2 separate regions of the Hordeum vulgare genome follow, and region 2 is linked to region 1. A link is a contact called in public Hi-C data. All regions are on one chromosome and are shown on one strand. Each heading gives the region's core, a stretch centred on a gene start, on an enhancer-like site or on the middle of the called end of the contact. The rest is flanking DNA. Distances are from core to core; before and after follow the strand shown.

Evidence for each region. A called contact is a pair of places that touch in the nucleus more often than the background predicts.
Region 2: a contact with region 1 is called in a Hi-C map of seedling, with 5 times the contacts expected there. The contact joins the promoter of LOC123435110 here to the promoter of LOC123435094 in region 1. A contact is called at or near these places in 3 of 6 Hi-C or Micro-C datasets (leaf and seedling).

What each region holds. Positions count from the first base shown.
Region 1 is chr1H:342,477,520-342,481,604 of MorexV3_pseudomolecules_assembly, reverse strand. It overlaps LOC123435094 (F-box protein PP2-A13-like), which reads right to left and starts at 2,097. Exons shown (of 3, transcript XM_045115549.1): 1 at 1,326-2,097; 2 at 836-954; 3 at 1-200. The coding sequence starts at 1,670.
Region 2 is chr1H:342,706,315-342,710,384 of MorexV3_pseudomolecules_assembly, reverse strand. LOC123435110 (protein COFACTOR ASSEMBLY OF COMPLEX C SUBUNIT B CCB2, chloroplastic) reads right to left here and starts at 1,297. Exons shown (of 7, transcript XM_045115550.1): 1 at 974-1,297; 2 at 754-863; 3 at 601-672; 4 at 363-506. The coding sequence starts at 1,166.

The DNA of each region.
Region 1 (4,085 bases), core at 848-3,347:
TGGAGAGCTGGAAGCGCACCGGCTTCTTGTTCCAACCATGGACGTGCTCAGTGCTACAAACACGGCGTCCAAACCGCTTGCTGAACTTCCCGAGATGAACCCTGAAGTACAAACTGTAGGTTCCCACAGGGAAGCAGAAATCAAGCTCTCCAACCACTTCAAACCACCAGATTTGCTGAAGGTATGCCACGGACTGGAACCTGCATGAGCATAATGGGTACACATAGGTCAGATAACCGTTCTAGGAACAAGATATCATGCATCTTTGCTGTGTTAGAATATAATTACATTGAAAGATATTGCACAGATGAATATAATTACATCTGTGTGAGGAGTCAATATCTTCCACTGGCAGAGTAGGCACATACTTCTCGTGCCATCAGTTGGAAGGACTACATCTAAGTTACGTTTTGATAGCACTGGTAAGATAAAGGCAGACATCACTCGTCTATGTTGAATTTATGTGTCTATCAGAGCAACAGGCAAAGTGAGTGTATTTTAAACAAGAAATGAGAACAGCGTACTCCCTCAAATCCATATTAATTGTAGCTGATTCGGTACAGAGTTGGACTAAACCAGCGACAATTAAATGTACAGGGGCATAATTTTCAAAAGCCTTGTGTGCTCCGAGGAAGAAAAATGCAGAAGTAGACGTGCAAGTTGGACTAAAATGCAGAAGTAGACGTGCAAGTCCAACTCTGTCCCATCTTCTACAACAAAAGACGAACAGCTCAATCTCGCCATTAAGTATGTAGTTACGTCATTCAATTGCAAGTTGCAACCCAAACATCACATCTTTCTGGCACAAACTGTAAGCGCGAGATCGAGTTTTTACCTTGATTCTGTGGTCGGCATGTGCGTCCAATATCTCCTGTCATCGATGCCAGTTATGACCAGAGCTTTGGAGGATAGCGCCATACAAACCCTACCTTTGCTCTTCTCTAGCCAAAATTCCTGCAATTACAAAGCACACAAAATATAAACCATTTAGCACTAAAAATAGTTCTAGCTCCTATAGATAAAAAGGGAACCAAGATAGTTTTCGGTGCTGAAATTGTTTCAAAATAGTTTTAGATGAGTTCTTCCCCTTGACACTAATTAACTCTGAAACGATTCAGATGTCAATATTTGGCTAGTACTAAACAGATACGTGGATTAAGACATCAGACTCGGTAAATAATAACAATGATTCAAGCACAAAACTGATTGGCCAAAATCATATAGACAAGCTCATGAGGGGTCTTGTTTGCGTTGCAAAAAAGAAAAAAAAAATCATAGACAAGCACATGGAAAGGGACCTATATTCATGTAGAAGAATATCTAACCTTGGTGCCGTCGTCGAAAGAGACGGGCCTGGAGAGCCTGGCGTAGATCTCCTTGGTGCCGGCCCGGCGGCGCCGGCGCCTGCCCTCCTCGCCCCCGCCCTCGACGTACCCGATGAGGTGGCGGTAGTTCTCCGGCAGCTTGGCCTCCCACACGAAGTCTGCCCCCGCGGCGCCGCGGAACGCGTGGTTGAGCCGCGCGAGGCGGCAGATCTCCGGCGCGTCGAGCCGGAGCAGCACCTGCGCGGCGCAGAGCTCCGGCAGGTCGCCCAGGCCCGCAGCACCCGGCGCAGCCTCCGCCGCCGGGCCGCCAACGCCGAATAAAAAGCTCGAGACCCCCGCCCCCATGGCTCCCCGCTTCCTCCAGTCGCAACGACCTCAGACACCCTTTGTAGTAGTAGTAGTATGTAGATGGAACCGAATCCCGCGAAGAAGCCGATCACCGATGATTCCGCGCCCGTAATGGAAGCTCGTGATCACAGCCGCCCGTCTACGAATGGAATCCTCCGGGAATTTGTTCCGCTTCACAGAAAAGCGATGAATGAATGCGTCGTCGGAGAGGAAAGGTGGGAGATAAATAAAACCGGAAGGACGGACGGAGGAAGCGTCGGCGAAGGGAATAAATAGACGGCGAGAGGGCGGGGGGTGGTTAATGGGCCGTAGATAGGGTTTCGTGGGCTGGGCTGCCTTTCTACCCCCTGAAACTACTTGGTAATTACATTCTTTTATACCTTCCGGGATGGACCTGTCTGTGACGCTTCGCGGCAGCGATAATATCTCGGAGGGCACGTTCATTAATGCTCAGCGATAATATCTCGGTGCGGTACTATGTGGATTAATGGCCGCCATTAACACGGGATGTCCGTGGACGCTGTCCGCTGCACGGGGGGCTGATGGGTGTGGGCGACCGGAGGGCGGTCCACGTGTACGGGCCCGTGCGGTGGGTGCAGGGAGTGGGGTACAGCTGGAGCGAAGCCCCCGTCGCGCCTGGAGAGTTCCACGGCAGGGTGCGCGCAGACAGGCTGGCGGGATTATCTATTCTTATCCGAAAATCCGGCTCAATTACCGCATGCACGCACGCAAATCGCGAGACCGCGTCGCCACGGCGCAAAACTAAACTGGGACTGGAGATGGGGTGCAAATGCCGCGCGTGTTCGCACACGGGTTTCCTTTTCTGTTTGCCTAATAATTTAGTAAGTATGGATTGAATTTAATTAAATTAAATCCTTGGGTGTTTTACGGTAGAGAGACCGATTGATTGTTTCTCGAAACCTCGGTCTTCCGGGCGACACCAGCCGGCTGCTGGTGCCACATGCTACGATTTTCTTTTCCGTGCATGGCTACCCACTTACGCAGAAAAAGAGTGAACGTTGGAAAATATGAAAAATTGTTCCCGGTGATTCCACAACTCGAAGCATCTCCAGCAAAACCGTTAAAATTAAATTGGTCAAAGTGTGGAAAGGAAAGATTGTCAAAATAAATTAGAGGCTAATTAAAATAAAAGAAGGCGAACTCATTGTTGTTGTTTTCATGTTTCGCAGTTCTACACAATGGATCACACACACAAGCATGCATGCACTCACACCGGTAAAATAGAAAATCTATCAAAGACAAAGATTTGCCTTGAGCATAGTCCACTTAAGCAAGATGATGGCGATGTTGTCCTCCTCGAGATGGATCATCTTTCTTGATTTCGCCGGCTCGATGAAGACTAGTAGATTGCTCCCCCATACTTCATTATGGATGAGTCACTCTTGAACGAATCTTTACAAATCCATTACCACCACAATGGACGGCAAGCTTCAAGCATGATATCTTCTTGATGCTTCACTTGGATTTGCACATCGCAATCTTGATGATGATTACCACTTAATGTCATCCTCCATTGGTTGTATGAGATCTTTCTCTTGATGCAAGCCTATGGAAATATACCTAACCACACATAGAATTCTCACGAAGACCCTCATTAGTACACAAAGCATAATGGATAATATTTACCATTTCATGGGATCACTTAATCCCTCTCGGTACATCTTATACGCTTTGTGTGTTGATCAACTTGATTCACTCGTTGACTTAGTATTGATCAACCTTGTTGTCGCCTCTCTTCGTAAAGATGATGTCTTGAAGGTGTTAGAGCATACTAGATCGTTGAAGGCGCGCGTTGCCGCGCCCGTCTAATTTGTCTCTTGTAATTATTAGGAGTTTGCAGTAGTTTGTATGCATGTGTTTACAATGTTTTGAAGTAATGTGCTTTTTCGTGTTTGCGCTTGTCTTTTAATTTTTGAAAAATATTGATACAAAATTGAATATATGAATCTTATTAGATTGCAAGAAAGAAGTGTGTTGAGCTTTTCTTTTCTTAGGCCTAATGTGTTTGTGGTTTGTTTGAGTTCAGATCTCAAGCGCCCGTCAATTTTTCAGTAGAAGGATAGGCATTTTTATACATATATCAATAAGAGAAAATAAAAGTTTGGCTGGATAAGCAAAAATCTGTATCTAAACTCTTATTGAGTTGAGGTTGCCTCAAAGAATAACAGTACTGGAAACACATTGAAGCTTGATCAGCAATTGATATAGAATTTATAAGGTGTACAATACAATTCTTGTAAAGTACTCCCAATGTGATAAATAAGTATATTTAACTGAAACTATACAAGGTTAAATGCTCATGCTTCGTGTCTTGGTTTGAAATGGCCATTCCTTTTGCTTTTTGGCATGTTGCAAAAAGCAAACTTTTGATAATCCACGGTTGTACTACAC
Region 2 (4,070 bases), core at 48-2,547, 230 kb before region 1:
CTAAGACATCATCTATTTCCGAATGGAGGGACTACTAAATACACCAGAAAGAAGCAAACTCAACCAAACACTACATTGGAACAGTCCTAGGGGTTTTCTACAGTAACTCAATTTTTTCCTCTGCGATTACTATTTGCCGGCAAGCCAGGATAACATGGATTAAGATTGACAAAACAATAAGGCACGAGACTATCAGATCCACAATGCTAAATATTTAAGTTCATCAAATACAACAGCTTGAATCTGAATCATAAGTACCCGGGAAAAAAACAACTGCTTAAGGCATCACAATTCAGTCAGCTCCCACCGAAAATTTAATACTGATTCAAGTCTATACGGCTGAGAAACACCTAAATACATACCACTGATGTGGTGTTTGTGTTCTGAAGCAGAACATATGTCGCCCAGGCCATATCCTCTTTCTGCGCCGTTGACAGATCATCAGGAATCACAAACACCTGCCTGCTCCCTTCTGGCAACGGCACACGGCTGGAAGCACCAGCACCCTACAACAATCAAAATTCCCAAATCATCCTCATTTCCCAGCATTCACCGCGCGAACCCAATGTACCACTCCGGCCACACAATGACGCATCCCACCTCTAGGAAGCGCCCGAGGTACGGCAGCGCCGCTGAGAACGCGGCCAGGCACAGCCCCAGAGCCTCCGACCTCTGCAATTTCGCGTAACCGGTTAATCAGGCATGTGAAATACGGTTGGGCATTATCAGGGCGAAGGTACAGAGGTAACAGACGAGCTGCGCGGGAGTTGGGGACGGCGAGAGGAGGTGGTTGAGGAGGACGAGGGCGCCGAAGCCGAGGCCTATCCACCGCGGGAGGTACGACTCGTCCAGCCCGGGGATCCCTGCGATGGTGCCGCGCCGCGTGTGAGATATCGTAAAACGCGCCCTTCGAGTGGTTCAGAGCGACCAGCTCGGCGGCGGATGGAGGCCGGGTGGCAGGGGAGGAGGGTACCGAGGGTGAAGCGGAGGACGGAGAGGTTGACCTGCTGCGGAGGGTCGGAGTTGGAGGCGCGCACGCGGACGCGTGCGGAGAGGGAACGGCGGCGGGGTGTGGGTGCGATTTGCCGGACGAATAAAGCTTGCGCGGTGGTGGGGGAAGGCTGTAGGTGGAGAAGAAGCGGCGGTGCACGGACCAGGAGAGCCATGGCGGATGGATGGTGGCAGGTCGCAGCGGCTGCGCTATGCGGCTCTGCGCACCCTCAGGTTACAAGGCCCCGAATGTCGCAAATTGTGGCCCACGGGTACGGGAACAACAAGTCCAAAGGCCGAAACGCCCAGAGCGCTCAAGCCTCCCGAGGGTCGTTTAAAATGGACTGACAACGCACAACTGCGAGCTATCAAAATTCAAAAGTAAGGTTTGGATGATCTTGAGGGATGCATGGAATAATACAATTATGACTAACTAAATTATTTATGATTCAGCTTGTGTCGTACTTAGAAAGATATCCATGTACCCTTGCGGGAAAACCCTGATTTCTACAAACCATTGTCAACTTATCCGGACAAGATACTTGAGCTACAAATACCCTTTGAGTGGACATTGCTCAATTAAGGATGGCATCCTTCAGAGCTTGTTTGTTCGGGTAGAGGGCACCTGTTGCAATGTTGTTCTGATGATACTGTCAGGCAGAATCATGACCGTCGTTCACCAACATTGCAGATGAGAAGTCCTGATTCCATGATGCAGGAATAGGCACTTCATGTGCGTGCTCTTCTCCATCTGATTCGGCGGATCCATCGGAAATATCACCCGCTATATCTTCTTCATGCATCTCGTTTTGCATGTGCCCATCTATCTCGTCGGCATCCGCCTCACCGCTGAGATAATCATCTGCATCTCCCCCTTCTGCCTGACTAATCTGGCCTGCTTTGTAAAAATCATCCCCAGCATGGGACGCATCAATTGAGTGTGAATCATGCATCCCTACACTGCTCTCACCATATTCAGAGCTACGTTCCACTTCAGGTTTAGTAACCGGCTTTACCACGGGGAGAAGTAAGGCCACATGATGACATCCCCTACGCTCGCAAGATTGTAACAAGCGCACCCACTAGTCGTCCCGCTCTATATGCTTCAAATACCAGAAAATATTACCAGTGGACCGGGTCCATAATGCATGAACACCGACGGTGTGTGTTTCAGTATTGAACTCTAAACATCGCGCAAGCCATTCTCTCAACTGAGTAACAGACCATGTTTTACGGGAGGACACCTGCACCTCTGTGTACTGAAATTCACTAAGATCAGCTCCCATCTCATTTGTTTGAACGGTACCACGACCATAGTGCAAACATAACGTCACTAAATCAGACATCTCTGCTGACCTAACATATTATTCAACAAGGAAAAAATTAAAAGAACGACAAACCGAAATATATTTTCCAAATCTATCGGAGAACCTTAAAATATTTAAACTACTTCATTTACTAAACTTAATTTATACTAATCTACCGGAGCACCTAAAACTAGTTAGACAACTAAATTTATACTAATCTACCGGAGCACCTAAAACTAGTTAAACAACTAAATTTATACTAATCTACCGGAGCACCTAAAACTAGTTAAACAACTAGATTTATACTAATCTACCGGAGCACCTACAACCAATTAAACAACTAAATTTATACTAATCTACCGGAGCACCTAAAACTATTTAAACAACAACAAAAAATTACCCTTGAAGCGTGCGCAGAAACGATGAACGACGAACGACTCTTGACGAACACCGAGATTAATCCCACACCACCACCTCCAACTCCACCAAAACAAACAACTACACCCATACCACCACCACCACCACTACAACCTCCACCTCAACCTCCACCACCACCACCAAAAATAGCTTCAAAACAAGCACCACAAACTACCCCATCGCGAGTGAGAAGGATAGTTCGGATGCCCTCCTCCGTACACAACAAATGTACGGTTTAAAAAGTGGAAATGGCAGTTTTTTTGGGTGGGGGAGAAGGTAGGAGGAGAAAGAAAGAAAGGAGATAAGGTAGAAAGGAGAAGGAAGAAAGAGGAAGGAGGAAGAAAGGAGGAAGGAGGAAGAGAGGAGGAGGGGCTGGGTCGGCTGGCTGGCCACTAGTCGGCCTCCCCAGGCCGATAGCCCTATCGGCTACGCCAGGGCCGACAGGCAGGGGCCGACTGGCCTATCGACGTGGCCTGGCCAGTAGTCGGCCGCCACGTGGCCGAGAGGCACTTATCGGCCACCACTAGGTCGACTAGCCCCCTGTCGGCCGCCCCGACGCCGACAGCAACCTGTCGGTCACGCCAGGGCCGAGGCAGGCCCAGTTCTGAAAATATTCAAATGGGCGCATTATTTTTCAAAAAGAATTAAAAAATACAATATTAAACAAATTTAGCTGCGTTTTCCCTGTGGTCATGTGCCGCGTTTTGGATGTTTTCTCAGATTTATTTTATTTTTCTGTACGTTTTTTGGCTTTTAAATAAAAAAATCTTAGTTTTTGGACACAAAATATTTCGAGAAAAAAATTATCGTGAGAAAACGTGTTTTTTGTCTTCCACGAGAGACATGGATTTGCTTTCGCAAGAGATAAAAAAGGGGAAAATATGTTTTCTTTTTCATTTTTTATTATGAAAGGCATTGATTTTTTTCATGAGAGACGCGGTCATGCTTTTCGGAAAAGGAAAAACATGTTTTCCTTTTTTTGTACTGCGAGAGACATGGGTTTTACTTTTCGTGAAAGTATGAATTTACTTCTATAAGAGGCATGGCCCTGCCTCTCACAAAAGTGGGAAACATGTTTTGTTTTCTTACCACGAGAGGCACGAATTTACTTCTTGTGGAGGGACAGGATCGTGCCTCTCAAAAAGGGAAAAAGTGCTACCTGTTCGGGTTTTTCGTCTGGATTTTTTCATGAAAAGAAGTTCATTGTAACCTCGCAACATTGGATCTAATTTTAAAGATCTCGGCACGAGAAATCCAACGATGAAAACGGTTCAAGATTTGGACGCATGTTTGAGAGATAAAACATTTTGAATAATCAAATCTACGAATTTTTTTGGAAAACTCGGATGTGGGAGT